3 separate regions of the Sus scrofa genome follow, and all the other regions are linked to region 1. The links are chromatin contacts, called in public HiChIP or PLAC-seq maps. All regions are on one chromosome and are shown on one strand. Each heading gives the region's core, a stretch centred on a gene start, on an enhancer-like site or on the middle of the called end of the contact. The rest is flanking DNA. Distances are from core to core; before and after follow the strand shown. Region 1 overlaps BOC (brother of CDO). Region 2 has its middle 77 kb from the start of BOC. Region 3 overlaps GTPBP8 (GTP-binding protein 8).

Region 1 (4,073 bases), core at 1,139-3,638:
AGCTAGAAGCCCAGCTGGGGTGTCCTGGGTCCTGCGTGCAAGGGCTGTTGTGCACATGTTGGCATCAGAACAGAGGGGCTGTCTGGCCACATGGCTGACCGGCACCCAGCTTTATGCCTCCCCCACTGCACAGCCTGCTGTCTCCAAGCGGCAGTTCATTGTCAGAGCATGCAGAAGGAGCCAAGAGGGGCCCAAGGGGTGCATAGAGTTTTCCAGTATTGGGTCAGTGAGGTGGGTCCATGGAGCATACCCCATGCACGGATAAGCCCTCAGTTACAATGGGGCAGGAGCCTGGGGGCTCTGAAGATGGAGATGGCATTCTGATGCCAGACTCCTTTCAGCTGCTCACATCTTTCCTGCAAAATGATCTGTTAGATTTAAGTATGTTCTTGCTTGAGGCAGATTTTCTTGGAACGAGGTAAAGAAAAGGAGGAGGATGAAACAAAAACTCTTGGTGGAGTAATTTTAGATTTATTAGACCATGCAAGAGAGCACCTCTCAGTGACTGAGGAATTTTCCAGATGCCCCTGAGCTCACGGTTGCTCACAGCTTGCCTTACAGGAAGTCTCTTGACTTGGCAGGTATAGCATACACTGTGCTGAGGAGGATTAAGGCCTTTGCGGTGTTGAAGCGCCTTGCTTTTGAAAAACAGAAATATTCAGCTAGAACACTCTGAGCACAGGCAGTCCGCCGTTTCCCAGAGTCCATATCTTCTTTCTCCCAGAGAGAAAGTGCATACACACTTTCTTGGCTGAGAGGTTCAGCCAGGACTGGGCTACATATTTTGTAGGGCCCAATACAAAATGAAAATGTGAGGTCCCTTGATCCAACGTTATTCAGAATTTCATGTGGGTGACAGCAGAGCATTAAGCCAAGGGTTGGCCTCTTTTAGGCACGAGGTCTGGTGCAGCTGCACAAGTTGCACACCCATGAGCCTGGTCTTGGACACAGTCTTCCAAACTATTCATTCAGCAAGGACTTCATGAGCATTTGGTGTATCCCAAATACTGTGCAGTGGGGCTTGGTGGAGTACAAAATTAATAGTTTGCCCACTAGGAATTTGCAATGTAGTTAGGGTCAGATATCACAAACACAAAATTAAAGAATGAAATAATGATGAAATAATTCTCTTTTTTTTTTTTTGCTTTTTAGGGCGGCACCCGCGGCCTATGGAAGTTCCCAGGTTAGGGGTCCAGTTGGAGCTGTTGCTGATGGCGTACACCAGAGCCACAGCAACACAGGATCCAAGCCGTGTCTGCGACCTACACCACAGCTCATGGCAACGCCAGATCCTTAACCCACTAAATGAGGCCAGCAATCGAACCAGCAAGCTCATGGTTCCTAGTGGGATTCGTTTCTGCTGTGCCATGACGGGAACTCCATGATGAAATAATTCTTTAAAAGCCCAGAAGGCCCTACCAACTCCCCCACCCCCCCTCACCCCCGCAAAGGAAGGAATATATGAGAGATCTCACCTTGACCCACAGGAATTACGCGTTCAGCGTAGAAAGTGAAATGGTGCCATAGAAATCAGGCATTTTATCATCGTTTTTGCCACACTACTCCAAGAACAGCATGTATTTTTTTTAAATTTACTTTATTGAAGTGTTGTTGATTTAAATGCTGTGTTAATTTCTACTGTATAGCACTGTGATTCAGTTATTTTTATACATATTCTTTTTCATATTCTCTTCCACTATGGTTTATCACAGGATATTGAATATAATTCCTTGTGCTAGAAGTAGGACCTTGATGTTCATCCATTCTGTATATAATAGTTTAATTACCATGTACTTCTTATTCCACATGTATTAGACCTATTTTACCTCTGTCCTGTGACTGCAGAAGTAACCTCTCAAGATACAGTCTACTTTCAAAATAGCCACACTTAAAGTTTGGCCACACTTGGATAAAAGGGCCATAGAAATTTTGTTGTGCTAGGCCTTGGTGCTTATAATGTTGCCCACCTCAACTATGAAATTTGGGTTCACAAACTATATAAATGGGCATCTTGTACCTGACTTGAGAGTCGCAGCTCCAAGATCACCATCTATTTGGTCATTCAGTATTCACTGAGCATCTGCTTGGACCAGGCCCCAGGTGGGGTTCAGATGATACACAGATGAACACAGAGGGGCAACAATCCTTTTAGAAACAAAAGGGCTTCCCTGCCCTGGCTTGGATGAGAACTTCTGGAAAGTTCCATTCAATGGGAAACCTCCTGCCCTCCCTGAGCGCCTTCAGGACAGGGCTCTATGGTGACAGTAGTTTGTTTTTGGTAATTACCTCATGTCTTCTGTGAGAAAACTGATCCCTCTACTCCTGCTGCCTTGTCTGGGAACCAACCACGCAGGCAGGTGGAGTCTTGCTGTGAATTGTGAATCACAGTCACACCGTGATGGTATCAGTTCTCCAGAGCTGAGCAGAATGTGGTGTGGTCAGCATTCAGAGAGGGTGCCTCCAGGGCTTTCTAAGTACCTTCATGGAGAGAGTGTCTTGAGTAAATATTTTCATCTCTCTTATCTTATTCTCTATTAGTTATATTTCCTCTCTGAAATTAAATTCAGCTACGATCCTGAAAACCAAATTTGGAATGTGGTTTTGTTACACAAATGGCCCATTTTGTTCAGCAACATCAGTGATTTGACTCAAACAAAGAGAGTTTTGTTGTTCGGACTGTTGGGTTGTTTGGGAAACATCCAGCTTTTGTTCCAGATGGATCTCCATCCTCTCCAGTTTAAATCCCAGTCTTCCTGCCACGGAGCCAAGTTAGGAGAGACTGCAGCCTGGTGTCTGGACCCTAAGCTCCCCTGAATTCCACTGCCATTAAGCCACAGTGGGAACTTGCCTTAGAAACCCCTTTGGGCATCCACAAATCCCCACCCCCAGCCCTGAGAAAGAATTAGCCATGATGTGACATAGAGTATAGTCGGTTCTCCGTATATGCTGATGTGCCTATGGATACGGAGGGCCGACTGTAACAGCACAGCACGATTGTATGTATATAAGGGACTTGAGCATCTGCGGATTTTTGGTATCCACTGGAGCACCTGGAACCAATCCCAAAGGACATGGGGAGGACTACATGCTCCTGGGTAGCAGGAATCAGCCTTCTGGTTGGAATCATGGTTGGCAATTGAACAGATTTGGGTCTGTCAGTTTTCAGCGGATGTCTGAGAAGAACTGGGGCAGGCTATTCTTGATTGAACTGGAGAAAACACATAGGTATTCTTTCCTTGTTCCTTTCAATCTCCATGAGCTGATCTGTGCCAGGACATTTGTGCCTTGACTATGACCCATTTCCAGCTAGGTTCAGTGGGGCCAGTGGGCCTAGCCAACCTGCCCCCATCCCTGTCAATGTAACAAAAGAGGCGGGTGGGTGTCACAGGCATCACTTGATGGAATTCGCTACACCCCCACCCTCAGCTTATTTACACCCAATTGTATATACACCCAGTTATACGTGGGGCGATGCAGACCGCACATTACTTCCTGTAATCTCCTCTAGATGACAGAAGATTGGAGGAAAGACTCGGAGCACCCCCCAGGGGGTCCCCAGTGTGTGAGATTCTTACAGCTGTTGCTTGTGACCAAAGGCAGAGACTGAAGCCCACCCTGAAATGCTGCACTGTCTGCCTCTCTCCTTCGTCAAGGCCCAACCGGCCTCTTCTCTCCACAGATCTCCAGGACTTCAAGTTAGACGTGCAGCACGTGATCGAAGTCGATGAAGGGAACACTGCAGTCATTGCCTGCCACCTTCCTGAGAGCCACCCAAAGGCCCAGGTCCGATACAGTGTCAAACAGGAGTGGCTGGAGGCCTCCAGAGGTAAGTGAACAAGCAGGATCCCAGAGGCCCAGGCTGGAAGGGAAGCTGGCCACCTCTGCAGTGCCTCCCAGATTCCCGTCAACACGCCAACAGCCCTCTCCACATGCTTGTCAGCTGCCTTCTACTTTAGCTCTGCAGGATCCTAAAGGGCTTGGCCACAACCTCTGTTGTGGAGGTCCCCTGCCCTGTCACGAGGGCTCTCTTCCTGCCTTGGCAGATGTTGCTGAGCTGCTGCCATTTGATCCGA
Region 2 (4,106 bases), core at 855-3,354, 130 kb before region 1:
TTTGAATCAGCTCCAGTTTAAAATGAAGGCAGGGGGTGGGGGTGGAGTGAGGCCAGAAGGGGATATCAGCTCTCTCCTGTCCAGTGTTCCCAGCGCACAGCCTCCCCCAAGCCTCCCGGCTCCCTTCTCTCTCTCTCCCTCTCTCTTTGCCTAGACACCCCTCCCCACACAGGTACGTACAAGAGAAGGCCTAATAATCCCTTGCAGGCAAAACCAGAGACCTCCCCCCGCAACTCCTCTCCCTCCCCCGACAGGCAGCTGGTTTCCATTAGATGTTCCAAGTGCTATAAATATTCTCTTTTCTCACTTATCTCTTACTATTTTTCCTTTCCCTTTCTCATATTCCCCTCCCTGCCTCTGGATTCCCTCCTAGGAGGAGGCCTAAATTAAGAAGAGAAGGCATGCCAAACTTAGCATTAACCATCTTGTCATGCCCCAGGCCTCTGGCAGAGCAGAACCCAAAAATAATGGCTTCTTGTTTGTCCAGTTTGCCGCTCCACACACCAAAGGTGGAAATCCTCCCAGGAGAGCAGAGGGGCTTAGCTCAGGCTGAGCTCAAGGATGTTGCCAGGGTCACTCCATCTGTGTGCTCACTGATGTGCTGCTGGCTGAGCCTTTTGGGTCCTTTGTCTTGTGCTTTGCTCCAAAGAGCATCAGGGGTCTTGGGCACAGGTCTGGAAGGTGACATTCTGGGGTTCTTTGTACACAGGCACCATGACCTCAGGCAAGTTACCTAGCCTCCCTCGTTTGTAAAATCATGCTGATAACACCTGCCCCAAAAGTAGCAACTAATGGGAAAACTTTTAGCTCAAGTGGGCAAGGAACAGACACTGGTTCTCTCCTTCTGCCGCCTCCCATGTGGAAAATCCCGCCCTCCTCTTCTACCTTCTTCTACACCTTCCAAGTAATTAACTGACCAATTAGAGAAAGATTAACCCCTCAATACCCAAGGTCTGAGCTGAGGAGTGTAAAATGTTTGCTTCTTGATAAATGTTTGCTCTCTAAGAAAGAGAGACAGAGAAAGAGTGAATGTAAAAGGCTTAAACTAAAACAATGTTTACAGTCGTTAGTGCTTCTTATAAACCAGGCAGTGGAGAAGCTATGTCATTGTTGAGTCAGTGACCCCAGAGCAAAAGTTCCTCCAGGGGGGCGGGTGGTAAGGAGGAAGTGTGGGACTCCAGGCACCTCATCCTTAGCCGTGGAGGTTAAGAATGCAGCCTCCAGAATCAGACTATTTCTGGGTCTAGATTCAAGCTCCAATCCTTCCTAGCTGTTTTTTTGTTATTGCTGTTGGTGGTGGTTGGTTAGTTTTTTTTTGGCTGTACCCGCAGTGGCATGTGTAAGTCCCCAGGCTGGTGATGGAACCCACACCACAGCAGTGACCTGAGCCACAGGAGTGACAATGCCAGATCCTTAACCCACTGAGCCACCAGGGAACTCCCTTACTAGCTATTGCGTTTTGATGAGTTATTGACCTTTCTGTCCCATTTTATTGACTAATGAATGGAGGCTCAGAGAGATTAAGCAATTTGCACAAGGCCACATAGTAAGGAAGTAGCAGAATTAGGTCTAGCTGATTCCAGTGCTTTGTTTTCTGTTCTGTTAATGAGGATAATAATATAACTGACTTCATGGGGTTGTGGCAAAGACTGAATGAGCTAAAATAGTTCACTGCCGTTCAAACAGTGCCTGGCAGAATAAGCGTACAGGAAATGTAAGCCATCCTTCCCATCCAGTAAATCAGCCCTGGTGTCTTACAGCTTTGCTCTTCCATCACAGCTGTTTCAGACTGACCCATGGGCAGAGCACTGATCTAGCAGGGATCTGCTCCTCCTACCTCTGCACACTGCTCAAAAGGAGTCCAGCCACTTTGGTGGCTTTGGATACATTCCAAACCTGACAATAGACCAAACCGGAAACTCCTTCACTGGCCTTACCCTAGGGCGATGAACGTTGGGAGGGCATGCACTGGGACCACAGGGATGCCTTTCCTGAGCCTCAGCCATCCATACCCACAAACTCACGGCCTCCCTTAGACCAGAGCCTTTGTCTGGGAGTACAGCCCGTGACAGGCAGTGGAGACCAGCCAACCAGAGCCAAAGGTCCTCAGACTGCTTCAGGGGAGTGCTGCTGGGTCAGCCCAGTCTGCTTCTCTCTTGGTTTGAGGGTGAATGAGGAATACTGGCCTCCCAGCTCAGAGTCAGGTATAGCACAGAATCCCAAGGCATGAAGTCCATGGACTTGAATCCCCTGTCTTCCAAAGACAAATCAATCTAGATGGGGACTTGGTAAGGTGATTATTTTTGGTTGGGGTGGGGAGAGCTAACTTCTTTGCCCTCTAAGTCCCCCTTCTTGTACACTGGAGTCTGCTAGACCTGGTTCTGTTATTTCCTCGCTGCATGACCTTGGGCAAGTTGCTTAACCTCTCTGAGCCTCCATTCATTAATCTATAAATTGGGACTAACAACCTTACAACCTTACAGATGTATCATGTCTTTCTTGACAGACTTTAGCCATGGCTACCTTTATGACTATTATTTGTTACTTTGCTATAATTTAATTCTACTTCCCCTTGTTCTATCCTTAGTGCAGTCAGAAAAACAGCTGGTCATCATCATTCCTGTATATAACTACCTTCCAGAGACCTGAAACCAGTTAATAAATCATTCTTCAGCCTCTGAACTTCAGTCTAAACAATGCCAGTTTTTAAAAATTTCCTCCCAACGTCTTATCTAAAAATCTTAAGTAATTTCATTTTTACCTTATCTCTAAATTGTTAACGTCTCAAGTTTTTCGTGACCAAACATGAATGTATAATTTGAATAAGGCCTGACAAGAATGATGACTATAGTGAACATAAAGTTTAATTCATCTAAATCACGCTCAGCCTTGGAGCCCACTAGTACCCTATATAGGGAGTAATGTATATGTTACTCACATTTTAATATACATTATATATATACACACACTTTTTTTGCATACAAATGTTAATTCGAATATGAAATAGAGAAGTAAGGTCAGTGTTGTTCCTTTAAGAAGGCAGGCCCACAACTTATTGGTTAAACTTTGTCCCACTTGCTGGAGGAGGAAAAAAAGAAAGAACTACCAAAAGGGACTCTGAAGGAAATCATTAAAGTGAGGAGAAAAGCTCTTAAGAAAAGAGACGTTTTCTGCCCTCTGAACCTTCCTTGCTCCATTCCGTTCTCCCATGGTGACAGTGCAGCTAATATAATTCTGGGCTCCGCTAGGCCCCTGCAGAGCAGGGCTGGGGTAGGACAGGAAATCGCCACTCAGAAAATAAATGACCTGTCCCAGAGTCTTTTGTTAATGAGTCCAGGGCATAATAAATCAAGGTGACCCAGTCTCAAGAAACACAAGCCTGTTCAAAGACGACAACAAAAAAAACCCAAGACCCGCCAGCCCCAGAGGTGAAGAGGAGGAGAAGGGAGAGAGGGGACCGCAGGGAGTCCTTATAAATCACACCCAGATGAAACTAGGGCAGATGCTTTCCAGTTTCAGACCCACTCAAGAGGCAGAGAATAGACGCATGTGGATGTGAATGTAAGGGCTATCTGTTTGGGAGGGAAGACAGGAGACGGCAGGCCCTGGGGGACACAGCCCCTCCACTCTCAGCATCCTCCAGGCTGCTAGTAGCCCAGGTCTGAGAGCTCCTTCTTAGTGCCTTCTAGTTGTCACCATCCCCTTGGCTTTTCCATCTCCTCCCGGGGTCTCCCTGTAATCAGCATGGCCAGAGCGTCAGGAGTAAGTGGACTGCCGAAATCCCTTTGGAGGATAGAGCAAGAGCTTCTTGTGTTAGATGTGGGTCCCAGCTGCCTCTATAGAGAGAGGCAGTCAGGTAAACCATGGGAGAGCTTTGCTTACCAAGCAAACTGCAAATTCTCTGAGGGTGAAATTTAACAACAGGACAGAAAGAATGTCCTGTTGGAAATAAATATGCCAGCAAGTGGCAGAGAACTAGGAGCCTATAGATCTTGGGTGAGAAGTAATGTGAGACTCAGATATATGCAGAGGGTCACTGATAGCCTGGTAAGATAGATGTCATTGTCCCTATTTGACAAATGCAGGAACTGAGGCCAAAAAATGGC
Region 3 (4,284 bases), core at 1,437-3,936, 240 kb before region 1:
AAGATCTAGAGTGTATAAGAATTATAATTTTCATGGGTCAAATGCTGATTTTCACTTTTTGGAAATGTGTGAAGATGACCCCTTGCAAGAATCTTATAATTATCTAGAGATACATGAAATGATGAAGAAAAGAGCTGAGAAGACAGTAACAAATGAGTTCCCAGCAAACAGAAATAAAAGAGGTATAGAGGGTTCCCTTTTCTCCACACCCTCTCCAGAATTTGTTATTTGTTGACTTGTTAATGATGGCCATTCTGTGTGAGGTAGCACCTCATTCTTGTTCTCTAATAACTAGTGATGTTGAGCATTTTTTCATGTGCCTCTTGGCTAACCATATGCCTTCATTGAAGAAATGTCTATTTGAGTCTTCTGCCCATTTTTCGATTAGGTTGTTTGTTTTTTTGTTGTTATTGTTGTTGAGTTGTGTGAGTTGTTTGTATATTTTGGAGATTAAGTTTTTGTCTGTTCCATTGTTTGCAAAGATTTTCTCTCATTGTGTGGGTTGTCTTTTTGTTGTTGTTGTTGTTTTAATGGTTTCCTTTGCTTTACAAAAACTTTTGAGTTTAATTAGGTCTCATTGGTTTATTTTTGTTTTTATCGACCTTATTCTAAGAGGTGGATCAAACAGATGTTTCTGTGATTTATGTCAAAGAGTGTTCTGCCTATGTTTTCCTCTAGGAGTTTCATAGTATCTGGCCCTATGTTTAGGTCTTTAATCCATTTTTGAGTTTATTTTTGTGTATGGTGTTCAGTGTTGATGGGAATGTAAATTGGTACAACCACTATGGCAAACAGTATGGGGGGGTACCTCAGAAAACTAAATATAGAACTACCGTATTATTCAGCAATCCCACTCCTGGGCATTGATCCAGACAAAACATTCATTCAAAAAGGTACACATATCCCTATGTTCATCGCAGCGCTATTCATGATAGCCAAGACATGGCAACAACCTAAATGTCCCTCAAGAGATGAATGGATTAAAATGTGGTACATATATGCAATAGAATATTATTCAGCCATAAAAAGGACAAAATAATTTGCAGCAATATGGATGCAACTAGAGATTCTCATACTAGATGAGGTAAGTCAGAAAGAGAAAGACAAATCATATGATAGCACTTAATATATGGAATCTAAAATATAGCACAAAATGATCCTATCTACTAAACAGAAACAGATTGCAGACATGTAAAGCAGACTTGCGGTTGCTGGGTTGTGGGGCGAGAGTGGGATGAATGGGGAGTTTAGGTTAGTAGTGCACACTGTTGCATTTGGAATGGGTAAGCAATGGGGTCCTACTGTACAGCACAGGCAACTTATGTCCAATCTCTTGGCTTAGAACATGATGGAAGATAGTATTAAAAAATGTACATGTATGCATGCTCGTGATACTTGTTATACAATAGAAACATTGATGAAACATTGAAAGAACATTGTAAATCAAATACAATTTAAAAAATAAAATTTAATAAAAAACAAAAAAAATTAAAAAGGGATAGAATAAAAGCCCCCATTACTGGGAAATCAGACTCCTATAGAGCAACCTTTCAAACTCTATTCAATACATATTTTTATTATAACATTTAGCTTTACAGTAGCATATAACTTAATAGCTTTAAGTGGAATTACTCCCCATGGACCTTTGTATGGACACCTGAAACAGCTCAGAAAATCAGTCCTCAGTTATGGCTTGTGCAATACCCACGTCTCCACCAGAGGGCAGCAAGAGGCTGTACCCAGATTACTCTTTGCTGGCTTCTAGCTTCAGTTAGAAGCCAAGCAGAACAACCTAATCTACATACCAACTCGCCAGTGGAATCTCAGCTTCACAACCTCAGACAGAATGGAGACAAATGGACTTATTCCTGGCAGAGGAGATTTAAAATATCAAAGAAACGTCTTATAGGCAAAGTAGATGCGCATGATTTCAAGGCTTTGCCCCTGACTTGGAAGCAAGTCATGTGATCTGAAGACCTCCTTTGGCCAGAAGTGGCATAACTTAGTTTATTGTCAAGGAACAGAGTCACCTGACCCTAGCATTGTCAAGACTTAGAGAAAAAGTTGATAATCAGATAATTGGATGTGGGTTTTTTTGTTTTTTGTTTTTTGTTTTTTGGTTTTTTTTTCTGCATTAAAGGCTCAATGCCCAAGAACTGGCCTTGGAGAAAATGAAATCATTATTCCTATTCTTTGACAGCCTTGAGGCAGAATTTCCAAGGCAAATTTATAAGGTGTATAAGGATTTAGTTTCTTGTTTTGCTTTCTTCTCTCTTGCCAGTTACCTCCTGAGAGCTGGGCATGGATCAGTAAAATCCCTCTGCTGTGGCTGCCAGCAAGTCTGTGCCTGATTTGGTGCATTTCTGAAAAGGTACCAGGGCCTCTAGTGGAATATAACACCCTAATACTAGGCCAAGGGTTGGATCCAAGCCACATTTCAATGTCTGCTGCTGAACCAAGCTCTAAGCAGGGACCATCTTTTCTGCCCAAGAAGTTGTTACTGGAATCTTTCAAGTGTTTGCTTTTGCAACTAAACTGGTCAAGAAAATGTTTTTAAAAATTAGGAGTCACTCAGAAAGGAGATAGCCTCTTTTCACCCAACATTTCCAAGAGACACATCATCTGTGTACCCAGATACCCTCAGAAAAATACACATGTGTACATGCACACTTGCCAAGACACAGAAAGTTCTCAGGAGACTCATGTTCCTAAAAGCTTTCTGTCTTTTACACCAGTGTTTATTGCTGTCTAGTCTCATACGACCTACTATGGGAGATACTGGCATAGCAAGAATTTTGCATCAGGAATATATAAGAAAACATGATCAAGGCAGAAAGCAGGTGTATTCAAATAGTGTCAAGGTATTCAAGTGTGATAGAGCCAGTAGGTAGAGTAACATCTAACTCAGGTCGATTCCAGGATAAAAAGATATTAAAATTCGCATTGAAAATCTCCCTCCAGGAGCATATAGGCATCATGAGAACAGGGATGTTTAGTTCCTTGTTCTAACAAGAAGCTATTTCATCCCTCATTCTGTCCTAAGTGCCTAGAACAGTTCAAATACTCAATTTTTGTCAAATGAAGAAAATACTTAAGAAAGTTACCACATCAGAGACCGATATCTCTCAGTGAGTCTGTTTCAGACAATCCTTTCCCCCTCCAACATTAAGGCAGATCATGATTTATTCACTTGAACACTAGCTGATGTAGTTGGCCTGGCTCAAGGGGCTGTGTTGTATGCATCTTTAATAATAGCCGCATCCAGAGAGGCAAGTTGCTCACCTCAGAGAAGCCCATGGGCACAGATGCTGGCTGAATAAAGGAAGATTCCCTTCTCCTACTCTCTTGTGGCCAGATTTAGCAAATAAAAATAGAGCGTGCTCTGTTAAATTTGAATTTCAGATAAATGAATTTAGCATAGTACAAACTTGTACTAAAAAAAAATTCATTATCTAAAATTCAAAAGTAAATGTGTCCTGTATTTTTGGCAGCCCTAATCTACAGCATATACTTGCTGAGCAGAAGGAGGGAAGAATTGTCTGACATTTAAATTTTGACCTTCCTAGGGTCACACAGGTTGTATTTTTTAACTTCAGTGTATGAATGCCACTGTAGTGTGACCATGACAGTAGACCCCATTTAATTCCTTTAGGTGTGCCATTGAAAATTCTAATATTTGGAAACGTTCCGTGAACTCAAAGTTTTGAAAACCTAGTATAGGGTCTTTGGTAATCGGTCTCCTTTGATCTGAATGAAGGGTCTTCCCTGTAACCTTCTCCATCCCCTAGACTTTAATTCTAGGCAGATTTTAATTGTAAACAGACTTTGATTTCTGGGCAGATAGCTTTGTTCAGAAGGTTGAAACTAGGCATAGGAGGTCTTGTGTTTCCTAAGTGATTTCCAGCCTATTATCAACCTCCTGATCATGAAGCGGCTATCACAGCCAATTTTGGGAGTGGGGCAGGAATTCATACTGCAAGAGTCGGGGAAAGTACTGAATTAAGTAATGATAACATGAACTCACTTTTTCCAACATGAATATGGTTTAGAAAAAGTGATCCCCAGACTTCTGTTCACAAACATCATTTATTAGTCCTGGGCCAGAGCCAGTCTTTCCTGAGAACCCATACCTGGCTGTAAGCTAAACAAGTGTTCCGTTCCTGGCTGTGGTCTCAGAGGGACCACCTTTACCCAGAGCTTAGCCCTCATACATGATGGCTTAGCTCAGCCAAAAGGCTCTGTGGATAACCCTGGGCACCTTGGGTGGGGGTGGGGGTGGAGGAG

The links. HiChIP or PLAC-seq counts read pairs in DNA pulled down with a chosen protein or histone mark.
Region 2: an H3K27ac HiChIP or PLAC-seq map of skeletal muscle shows a contact between it and region 1. The contact joins two enhancer-like sites. A contact is called at or near these places in 1 of 47 Hi-C or Micro-C datasets (skeletal muscle) and 1 of 2 datasets of contacts at active chromatin or transcription factors (skeletal muscle).
Region 3: an H3K27ac HiChIP or PLAC-seq map of skeletal muscle shows a contact between it and region 1, with 4 times the contacts expected there. The contact joins two enhancer-like sites. A contact is called at or near these places in 2 of 47 Hi-C or Micro-C datasets (both in skeletal muscle) and 1 of 2 datasets of contacts at active chromatin or transcription factors (skeletal muscle).

The regions. Positions count from the first base shown.
Region 1 is chr13:146,646,751-146,650,823 of Sscrofa11.1, reverse strand. BOC (brother of CDO) reads left to right here. Exons shown (of 21, transcript XR_002337900.1): 5 at 3,680-3,826. Among named protein-coding and RNA genes, the nearest start is that of BOC, 54 kb to the left of the region's middle. Within about 2 kb of position 2,388, at least 11 of the 83 cell types and tissues checked have an H3K27ac peak or open chromatin away from gene starts, as enhancers often do. A contact at or near this core is called in skeletal muscle, where this site is marked.
Region 2 is chr13:146,778,074-146,782,179 of Sscrofa11.1, reverse strand. No RefSeq gene overlaps it. Among named protein-coding and RNA genes, the nearest start is that of BOC, 77 kb to the right of the region's middle. Within about 2 kb of position 2,104, at least 29 of the 83 cell types and tissues checked have an H3K27ac peak or open chromatin away from gene starts, as enhancers often do. A contact at or near this core is called in skeletal muscle, where this site is marked.
Region 3 is chr13:146,887,988-146,892,271 of Sscrofa11.1, reverse strand. The region is part of intron 5 of GTPBP8 (GTP-binding protein 8); the gene reads left to right. Among named protein-coding and RNA genes, the nearest start is that of NEPRO, 12 kb to the left of the region's middle. Within about 2 kb of position 2,686, at least 15 of the 83 cell types and tissues checked have an H3K27ac peak or open chromatin away from gene starts, as enhancers often do. A contact at or near this core is called in skeletal muscle, where this site is marked.